Linked DNA regions of Mus musculus: region 1 is linked to region 2. Evidence: chromatin contacts called from public HiChIP or PLAC-seq data. All regions are on one chromosome and are shown on one strand. Each heading gives the region's core, a stretch centred on a gene start, on an enhancer-like site or on the middle of the called end of the contact. The rest is flanking DNA. Distances are from core to core; before and after follow the strand shown.

Region 1 (5,195 bases), core at 1,154-3,653, 680 kb after region 2:
AATAAGAGAAAAGGAAAGGAAAGGAAAGGAAAGGAAAGGAAAGGAAAGGAAAGGAAAGGAAAGGAAAGGAAAGGAAAGGAAAGAAAAAGAACACACGTAGGGCTGGAGAGATAACTTTTGTAAAAGATTTGGCTCAGTTCACAACTATCCCTAACTATAGTTCCAGCGGATATAACATTCTCTTCTGATCTCTTCAGGCACCAGGCATGCGTTTGGTACACAGATATACACACAGGCAAAACATTCATACATATAAAACAAAATAAATCTAAACAGAATGTGTACAACAAAAACGAGGAAGAACCTCCAAAGCCATTTGGTTCTATCATAACCAGATGGATGGAGAAATGGCTTCTGGCATCTTACCACACACGGCACAGCCTTCCACATAAATTATAAGCCCCAAAATCTCAATGGCACCAAGCTTAAAGACTAAAGCATATCTCTGCTCGAGTCCAAGTTCCATTTGGAACAGCACAGCAAGTCAGAACAGAAGAAAAACACGAAGTTCCTAAAACAACCCTTCATGAATCCTGAGTTCCCCCAGTGAGGCCATCACGTGGGTAGCCCTCGAACCAGATTCAAGTCAAGTCAAAGGACTGGAGTGGAGCCCGTACTGCACCTCCCCACCAGAAGTAGGGGTTGCTGCTATGGGAAACAGGAGGCTTGTAATCCCACAAGGAAGTTTTCACCCCTCTCCTGGGACCAGCCCTAACCAGCCTGTCCAGGGCTGTAACAATACCACCTGCCCCACCTCCATCTCACTGAGTACTTGAGACCTAAAGTATTGAATTACTTCCTCTCCCACAGCCTCCCAGAAGGGCAGAGGAAGCCTGGTGCACTTCCAAGGGCTTACTAGACCTTAACTCACTTCTCCCCTCACCCTGGCCAACTCTGGTTTTGGCACTCTATCCTTCTGATCTGGACAGAAGTTGAGAAACTTGGAACAGTTTCCAAGATGAGAGCCAAGAACAGACATGGGGGCAGTGACTCAGGAAAACAGAAGGAGAACCTTATATGAGGCAGTGAGGGAGAGTGTGATTTGAGTCTGCGATCCCTTTTCTGTGGCCCTGCCTTTCTCCTTAACCGTCCTTCAGCCTAAGCCCACTGTACTCACAGTCACAGAAGCATAAGCCATAGAAGCCAATAGTATAGAAGAGATACAACCTACAAGAACTTACTGGGAGATAAGAACGGGAGAAACGCAGAGAGAAAGAAAGGGAGGGCCAGGGAGGTCTGTCTACCATGCATGAAGCCCTGCATTTCATCCTCGCCAGTTACCAAAACCAGGTGCGGATGCACATGCCCATAGTGCCATCATTCCAGGGGTGAAGCTGAAAGTTCCAGAGTTCAAGGTCACCCTTAGCTACATAGCAAGTTCTAAGACATTCACGGTCACACAAGACCAGACTAGAGAGATGGTTCGGGGGTTAAGAGCCTGCACCACTCTTACGGAGACTCCAAGTTTGGTTCCTGCACTGCTCACAACAGCCTACAATTCCAAATCCGGGGAATCTGACTCTGACTTCTGTGGGCAACTGCACTCACATGCACATACCAGATCCATACACATAATTAAATTTTTAAAATAATCTTAAAGAGAAAGGATGACTCCAAGTGCCTCATCTCCTACCCTTCAGAAGGACAGCAAAGATGGATACACTTCTAAGGGTCTGCCAGACCCTTGGCTACAACATATCCACCTTTCCTTCCCTTTTAGTCTCTATTTCCTTCTTTCTCTTCTTCTTTTTTTTTTTTAACTTGACAATCAGCAATATCATATGTGTGTTGTTTTAATACGTGTCTCAGGATATTTTATTGCCAGACTAAGAGAGACAGAATGAGAGTCATATAGAATTTCAGAGACAAACTGCAAGACTGCAAGAAGAATCCACTGAGAGAGATGCCCAGAAATGAGGACTCAATGGAAAGGGAATGGGCCTTACACAAGGCCTCCTAGCTAGGGAAGCAAAACTGGACTTGAACTCATAAACACAGAACAGAAGAGCTCAAACTAGGACTGGATCCAGTACTAGATCACAATACTCCCTCCCTGGCCTGTTAATTATTTTAGCCAACACCCCATAACCCCACCTTCTCCTCAAGAACCGGGTCCAGAGTCGGAAAGCCTTTGCTCTGTCCTAAGGCAGATAGCAAGTACTGTCCACACAAAAGGGATTTAAGGTCAGCCTTCAAGCCAGGAAGACCCAGTCAAGTGACAGAGGGTTCTAGAGGTGTGGCCACATTTACCCCACCATGCCAGCTGGCTAAGAGCCCAAGGTCTATAGACAAGGTATGCTAGGATGGTAGGAGGAGATTAAAATCACTGGAAGAACCAGGAAAGAAGGCAGGGCAGAGGAGGAGCATGGAGAGACAACTTAAGGGCATGCCCTGCCCCCACATACACACATACACTGCAGCACACACAAGAACTTCAGAACATTGCTGCAGAATACTGATACAGGTGAGGGGTGGCTCCCAAGAGAGGTCTCTGTCTCTGTCTCTGCAAATCAATTCTGGGACTTGTATGTCTGTCTCAGCTTGTGGACCATGCATGCCGTTTGTCCTCCAGTCTCCAGGCCCTTTTAAAAGGATCTCTCTCTCTCTCTCTCTCTCTCTCTCTCTCTCTCTCTCTCTCTCTCTCTCTCTCTCTCTCTCTCTCTCTCTCTCCCGTCTCCCATCCATCTCCCCACTTCCCCACACCCTTTATTCCTTATTTATTTTCTTCTTTTTAACTTGACAAGCAGCAATATCATGGGTGTCATTTTAATACATGTCTTTTAAGATCCTTTATTTTGCAGTGTCTATCACTGGATGGTTTCATAGTTTTCTGGTTTGGCGTCTTTGTTGTTGTTTGTTTGGCATCTTTGTTGTTGTTTGTTTGGCTTTGAGCTCATTTGTTTGGGATTTTATTGTTGTTTTATTTGAAGGGGTTTTTTGTTTTGTTTTATTTTGTTTTGTTTTGTTGTTTTGCTTCCTGCGACAAGATTGTGTGCATGGCCCTGGACTGGCTAGAAACCCACTATGTAGAAAGGCTAACCTCAAACCTTTAATATCTTCCTGCCTCTGCCTCCCCCATGCTGGGTTGCAGGTGTGCAACATTGTGGCTGGTCTGACTCTGTTTCTTGGTGTGCATCTCTGAGCTAGGTGCAGTGAATACCTATAATCCTGGCACTCAAGAGGCTGCAGCTGGGATTAATCTGAAGCCAGCATGGCCTGCCACGTGAGACCCTGTCTTAATAGACCAGGGAAAAAAGTGTGTGTGCATCCGTCTCTTCAACGCCATCTCTCTTCTTTCTCTTTCTCTGAAGTCATCTCTCTCTCTCTCTCCCCCTCTCTCTCTCTCTCTCTCTCTCTCTCCTCTCCCCTCTCCCCTCTCCCCTCTCCCCTCTCCCCTCTCTCCTCTCCCCTCTCCCCTCTCCCCTCTCCCCTCTCCCCTCTCCCCTGTCCCCTCTCCCCTCTCCCTGTGATTTTCTCTGTCTGTACCCATCTCTGCGTGTCTCTCTATATTTTGTTATTTCTTTTTGTGAGAACCAGTGTTTTGGTAGATGGTTTAAGATAGACAGATGAGAGATAAATGAAAAATGATTGATAGATAGATAGATGTTAGATGGATTATTGATAGATGATAGACTATCAGTAGATAGATGGTTAATGGACAATATATTGTTAGCTGATAGATAATACAGCTACGTAAACAGAAAAGACATAGATTCCACTGTTTCCTATGTTGTGACTGTTGCTTTGGGTTTCTGTAGCTGTCTGTCTCTGCCTATCTCTGCATTCCTTTCGCACGTTTATGTTTTGACAATTAGTCTGTGTTCACACACACTCTTCCTTCTCCCCTTTTCCTTCTTCCCCCTCTCCCTCTTAACACTCTGACATCACTCCACCTCCCCTTCCCTCCACAGTCCCATTGCCTGGGTTCAAAGGAGGAAAGTTCCAGAAGAACTAAGTAGGGGGACCCCACACTTGACTTCTCCCTCTTTGTCCCTCCAGGCGCTGCAGCTGCCTTCACTATGGATGGTGTGAGCACAGCCATCTTGCTTCTCCTCCTGGCTGTCATCTCTCTGTCCCTGACCTTCAGCTCACGGGGCAAGGGCCAGCTGCCTCCAGGACCCAAACCTCTCCCAATCCTGGGAAACCTGCTGCAGCTTCGCTCCCAAGACTTGCTGACCTCCCTCACCAAGGTGCAGGAGACTTGGCAAGGGCAAAGGGCAATGGAGCCAGGAAGGGTTGCCACGGCCACTAAGCCCCCTGTAAACTCTCTCTTCTACCTCCAGCTTAGCAAGGAGTATGGGTCGGTGTTCACGGTGTACCTGGGGTCCAGGCCTGTGATAGTCCTCAGCGGATACCAAACTGTGAAGGAGGCTCTTGTGGACAAAGGGGAGGAGTTCAGTGGCCGAGGCGCATACCCCGTCTTTTTCAACTTCACCAGGGGCAACGGTAAGCCCACCCTCACCTCCTCCAGCCTCTAGCCCTTGCATATCTAGGTAGGGAATAAGGGTGAGAAGCTGTCCACTCAGAGCTGCAGATCTCACTAATGACCTCATGAAGGATGCAGACAAGCAATGCTGAAAGGAGGGTAGGATCTACCTCACCTCCAGCACCTCGAACTGAGCAACCTGACCAACCTCCACGTCCACTCAGTCGAACCCTACGTTCACCCCATCCTTACTCTATCTCAACCACATCATCAAATTTCCACTCAATCAAGTAGCCGAGTTATTTTAGCCTTTGTCTCACCAATCTCTTTCAGGCCTACATCAGTGTTCCCCCCCCTTTCAAATCCTATCTCATTTGGGGAGAGGGTGTTTGTTTGCACGTTGTTTGTGACAGAGTCTGTCTCCACCTGTCTTTGCACCACTGCACCAGGAATAGTCATGGTCACGCCTAGCAAAACGTGGGTGGTGGGAATAGAACTCAGGTCCTTGTGCGTGCACGGCAAGCACCTTACCCACTGAACCATCTCCTTCATCTTCTTTCTTCTTCAACAGCCAAGTCTTTACTATAACAAAAGAAATTTTTTAAAAATTTAAGAATCCAACACTTGGGGCTGGAGAGATGGCTCAGTGGTTAAGAGCACTGACTGCTCTTCCAGAGGATCCAGATTTGATTCCCAGCACCCACATGGCAACTCACAACTGTCTGTAACTCAAGTTTCAGGGGATCTGACACCCTCACACAGAAATATG
Region 2 (5,200 bases), core at 1,778-4,277:
CAAAATTTTACTTTCAATTTTTACTTTTCACAACTAAACTAAAACAAACAAACAAAAATATGTTCCATTCCTCAAAGTCAATATTTAAGAATTCTGATCTTTTGTATACATCATGTCGTTTTCCTAAATGACACTCAAGATTTTTCTCTTTTCCTTTGGACTCTATTAGCTTGTATATTGGGAGTGTTCTGTTCAGTTTTTCCTACTCAGGGTTCCCAGTTTGATAATCATTTGAACTAAATTTTCATAATATCAGAAAGTTTTCTGTCTGTACTTCTTTAATTAGTTTATCTACTTTCTGCTGTATTCCTTTTTAAAAATTTAATTGTGTGTTTGTGTGTGCAAGCGAGAGTGCCTATGTGGGTTTTTTTGTGTATATGCAGTATATTAAGATCATAATTTTCTAATGGATCACATTCACAGCTATGCCAAGATGCAAATGATCTTCAGGTCACAGTCCTGACACACCTCCAAAGCCACAGTAACTCCTCACAGAGAAGATCATGAAGAGGAACAGTGTCACACCTGTGCATTTTTGAGCTAGACTGGGAACCCCAGAAGTCTTCCTCATTGTGGGTTTTCACAGAATCTCCTGATTGAAAAATGGTCCACACCCAGCTGATAACGTCAGAACTCCAGGGACATCAGGCAAGAACTTCACAACAAGACAACTGGAGGGCATAAAAGACAAGGAACTTCTCCATACATAATCTTAATTTCATATAACTTGAGCTACCATAAGCTAAATTAAGAAATACAATATGTCATCACATGCCAAGGCTCCATCTAAATCTGAGAGATGTCATACATCCTTGTGGAGGGCCAGCAAGATGGCTGCTTTGGTAAAGGTGCTGGCCATTAAGCCTGATGACCTGAATTCAATTCCTGGGACCAACACATAGTAGGAGAGCACTGACTCCTGGAAATTACTGTCTCTTCCTCACTAAATAAAGAAGTAAATAAAGTTTTCTAAAAAGTAAATAAGTACTTGTAGAATATGCAGGATTATACTATTGAAAGGTATAAACAGACTTCCTAGACCAGCTTTTCTCAACTCTTGGGTCCTGAACCCTTGTGTATGTGTGGTGAAATGATGTTTTTACAGGGGTCAAATATCCCATATCCAGCCTACCAGATATTTACATGATGATTCAAAACAGTAGTAAAATTAAAGTTATGAAGTAGCAATAAAAGTAATGTGTGGTTGAGGGCCACCACAACATGAGGAATTGTATTAAAGGGCTGCCACATTAGGAAGGTTAAGAACCACTGAACTAGATCCTTAACCATCCTTAACCCAGGATTCAATAGGCTAGAATCACCTGGGCACCTGCAACTGAGAACCTGTTTTCACCTGCAACTGTCTGGTGAAATCAGCCAAGTGTTCTAGGTACCACTGATAACTATGACTCCTCCCATCGTACTCATCGAAGAATAAATGATGGTCCTCTCAGTAGAATCAAAAGAAGAAAGTACAAAAGATTTAATATCTCTCTATACTCCCAGGTCTTTGTAAGCTAGAAAATAGCCGAATAAAGAGCTCCAAAACAAACAAACAAACAAACAAAAGAAAACAAAACAAAAAACCACCAAAACCCTCATAATGAAAGAAAAGATCATTTAATGTAACCCCTTTTTAAAAGAAGTGTGTGTGTGTGTGTGTGTGTGTGTGTGTGTGTGTGTATGTCTATGTGTTCAGTACAGAGGACAACTCAGAAGAGTCAGTTCTTTCCTTCCACAAAATGAGGTCACCAGATCAAACTCAGGCTCTCAGACTTTGCAGCAGCTTTTTTCCCCTTGGGAGTGGGGGGTGGCACTACAATGACAACACTGGACACACTGGACAGGGAGCACTTGCCTGACACACTCAAGGACCATGATTGTGTTTCACATCAAGCCAGCCATGATTACCAAAACCCAGGAGATATAAGACAGGTTTGATCAATTCAAAGTTGATATAAAAACCTGACCATCTTCCTACCATTGTAATACCCAAAATGAATTCAAGACCATCCAGTACCTTCCCCCTTCAAAAGGGACTATCCAAACTGATCAAAACAATATTAGCTGTTCTCAGAGAAATAACCATAACAAGACTAGCAATTCTCCTGCCCCCTGCCCCACACTGAATTCTGACAAAGACCACAAACCACCCTGACCTTGTTGCAAGAATTCCCCTGACATTAATAGCTGTGATGTTAATGTACTATTACTTTGCTGACCAAATCATAATAACCCACCAAGGGGGCAGGCAAAGTGAGTCACTAGGCCAAAGGGTTACTTAGTCACTATACAAACCAATCATTGCCTGAAAGGGTTACTTGCTACACCAATGAGAACCCTGTTGCTCAAATCTGCCCCTTACAAAGGTATAAAAAATGTGTTCTTTCTTTGTTCTTGGTCTCTCCTCTGGCTTGTGTGCTGGGAGGGGAGTCCCCAACATGTTGGATCAATAAAAATCCTCATGCGTTTTGCAGCCACGGCGGCGGTCTCTGTGATCTTTGTGAATAAGGGTCTTTTGACGAACTATAACACCGTGTGTGTGTGTGTGTGTGTGTGTGTGTGTGTGTGTGTGTGTGTGTATACTTTAAATATGGATCATCTATGTCCATTCAAAGCTGCCCAGTGGATGTGTGAGACTAAGGACTAAGATAGGATGGAATCCCATATTTTTTTCAATATATGCATCTACAGTTTAATCTATATATTTGTTATAACAAATTATTAGTAATAAAATAATAAAATAAAGCAACATAAATTACACACAGTAAAAACATTTAATACTAATGACTGTTTTTATTTCTGAGATTTAACGCTTAACGTTTTAAATGTTTAATACAGTTATTTATCCATCTATGAATGGATAGTGGATCAGGAAAAACTTGCAGGAGTAAATTTCTCCCTCCGCCATCAACTCAGGTCTTCCAGGATGGATGTCAAATACAATCAGCTGAGCCTTCTCTCTGCTGCTCCCTCCACTGGCCCCTCCCTCACTTAATATTTTCGTTAGCAGCCTAAGTCAGGGAAAGGAAGCGCCTTAGTAATCATAGTTAGAACTTGAAATTTAGGCACAAGTGTTGTACACACTTGCAATCCTAGCATTCCAGATTCTGAGAGTAGAGGAGCCTGATTTCCATCCCAGCCTGAACTAACTGGATCAAGACGGACTGAGGTCAGAGACAGAGAAACTGCCTACCCTCATTTATATGCTCCTTTGAAATGCTAAATAATGGTGGCACATGTGAAATGATAACAAGAGGATGAAGGGATCCATCTGTACAGTCAGAAGCCTTGGCGATACATTATCTGGATTCTTCAGGAGGTCTAAATACCCAGATACACTGCAATGTTCATTATCTGTAGAATACCAGGACCTGAGGATTTAGAGCTACACCAAACTTTCAACATCAATCATATCTGTCTTCTTTTGCCAACCCCCTCCCGCAACCACCACCAAGGAGAGGGAGTAAAGCGCTGGCCAATCACATGGCAACATAGAATGTTTCTTCCCAGTTTCAGCTGCTGCCCTATATTAAGGACTAACCTGGAAGCCCTAGGGCAGTGAGTCAGCAAATCTTGTCTTCTGCCTCTTTTCTCTTGTATGCTTGTCTTTACTTTTTTATTTGAGGAGCCAGTGTGTGGGCATCATTTTTTTCCTTCCCTTTTTCTTCCCTCCTGTCTAGAGCAACCAGAACCAGTTTGCATCCTTTGTCATGGTTATTTGGACTTACTTTAGCAGAGTAGCCAGGATGCTTTATGGTACTCTAACTATTTAACTATTTTTCTTTCTTTTTTTTTAGGAAAACAAAAATCATTACTTGTCCAAATCCTCCAACTCTTGCTTCAGCTGGATCCACAGACAATCCTAGCGACTTTATCTGGCTGTTTTTCGACTTTGAAGTAAGTAGAGGGATCACAAGAGACTGTTAGCTGGGCTCAAGACATTGGAGGAGCCGGTGCTAATGAGGCTTTCCAGATACAAAGAGAAAATAAATAATGTGTGGGCATCATGAGGGTTGAACACCTGAAAATTTAGAAGTATGTGCATGTATATGTGCATGAATATGTATATTCATATTTATGTTTGTGAGGCCAATAACCAGGAGAACCCACAGAGAAGCAGGCAAGTATGGACACACTAGTACTTGTGTCTGAGACATTCACCTGAGTTCACCCTTTAAAGACTCATGCTTTTTTTTTTTTTTCTTGGCTATTAGGTAAGAGCATGGGCAAAGATTGCTTACATATCAATAAACACTGGTCCTTACTATTGGCTGGATTGTTGAATTGTTCCAGTTCTAAACAAATATATCAGTGTCCTGATCTCTAATACATCAAAAAGATATTGTTGTAGATTTAATTATTTTTTGAAGGGTAACCACGTGGTGACTGGAACACCAGGAACGTGTAATGTGATAATCAAGGCAGATACTGGAGTTAGGCAGCTGCAAGGATAAAACAACAGATTTTCAGCAAAGCAGGGACTCAGAAGGGGTAGGGGAGGGTTTCCTTGAGGGAGGGAGCATGAAGCTGCCGACTCCTGCCTCACAAGTAGTAAGGCAAGATGATTCTTAGTGATTTTGATGTTATTAGAGTTGGTTGGTGTTTTGAGACAGAGTCTCAAGGACAGTGAATAAGCTAGCTGAGAAATCACTGTGTAGTCAAGGGTGACTTTGAACTTCTAATCCTCTTGCTTTCACCTCCCAGGTTCTGGTATTACAGGTGTGCTCCACCACATCTGATGTTCTGTGTTGCTAGGATGGAACACAGGGTTCTGTACATGCTAAGCAAGCATGCTACCAGTCAACTCCCATCCCTAACTGAATTTCTGTACTGTTAATCCACTTACTTTATGTAATTTTGTAATAGAAACCCCTGAAAATTTATCTTTAATATTTACCACAAATAACTCAGGGTTTGTTTTCTGAAAATAAAAATGTTGTTGTGTAGAACCACAGTATATCAAAGTCAGGAAAATAGCTGGGTACTGTTGGCCAACATTAAGACTTATTTAGCCTGGCATGATGGCTCATGCCTTTGATCCTAGCACCAAAACCAGGTAAAATAATAATGAATGAAAAAAACAGAGTAGAGTAAAAAAAAAAAAAAAGTGAGAGGTGTGTGTGTATGTGTGTGTGTGTGTGTGTGTGTGTGTGTGTGTGTAAAATTCATCTAGAAGGACAAGATAAAATTTTTTGAT

Evidence for each region. HiChIP or PLAC-seq counts read pairs in DNA pulled down with a chosen protein or histone mark.
Region 1: an H3K27ac HiChIP or PLAC-seq map of embryonic stem cells shows a contact between it and region 2, with 10 times the contacts expected there. The contact joins the promoter of Cyp2f2 here to the promoter of Nlrp4a in region 2. A contact is called at or near these places in 2 of 39 promoter capture datasets (embryonic stem cells and stem cell-derived epiblast-like cells), 1 of 115 datasets of contacts at active chromatin or transcription factors (embryonic stem cells) and 1 of 9 other capture datasets (embryonic stem cells).

The regions. Positions count from the first base shown.
Region 1 is chr7:27,117,552-27,122,746 of GRCm38.p6, forward strand. Cyp2f2 (cytochrome P450, family 2, subfamily f, polypeptide 2) reads left to right here and starts at 2,404. Exons shown (of 10, transcript NM_007817.2): 1 at 2,404-2,464; 2 at 4,000-4,190; 3 at 4,284-4,446. The coding sequence starts at 4,020.
Region 2 is chr7:26,432,086-26,437,285 of GRCm38.p6, forward strand. Nlrp4a (NLR family, pyrin domain containing 4A) reads left to right here and starts at 3,028. Exons shown (of 11, transcript NM_172896.3): 1 at 3,028-3,172; 2 at 3,801-3,900.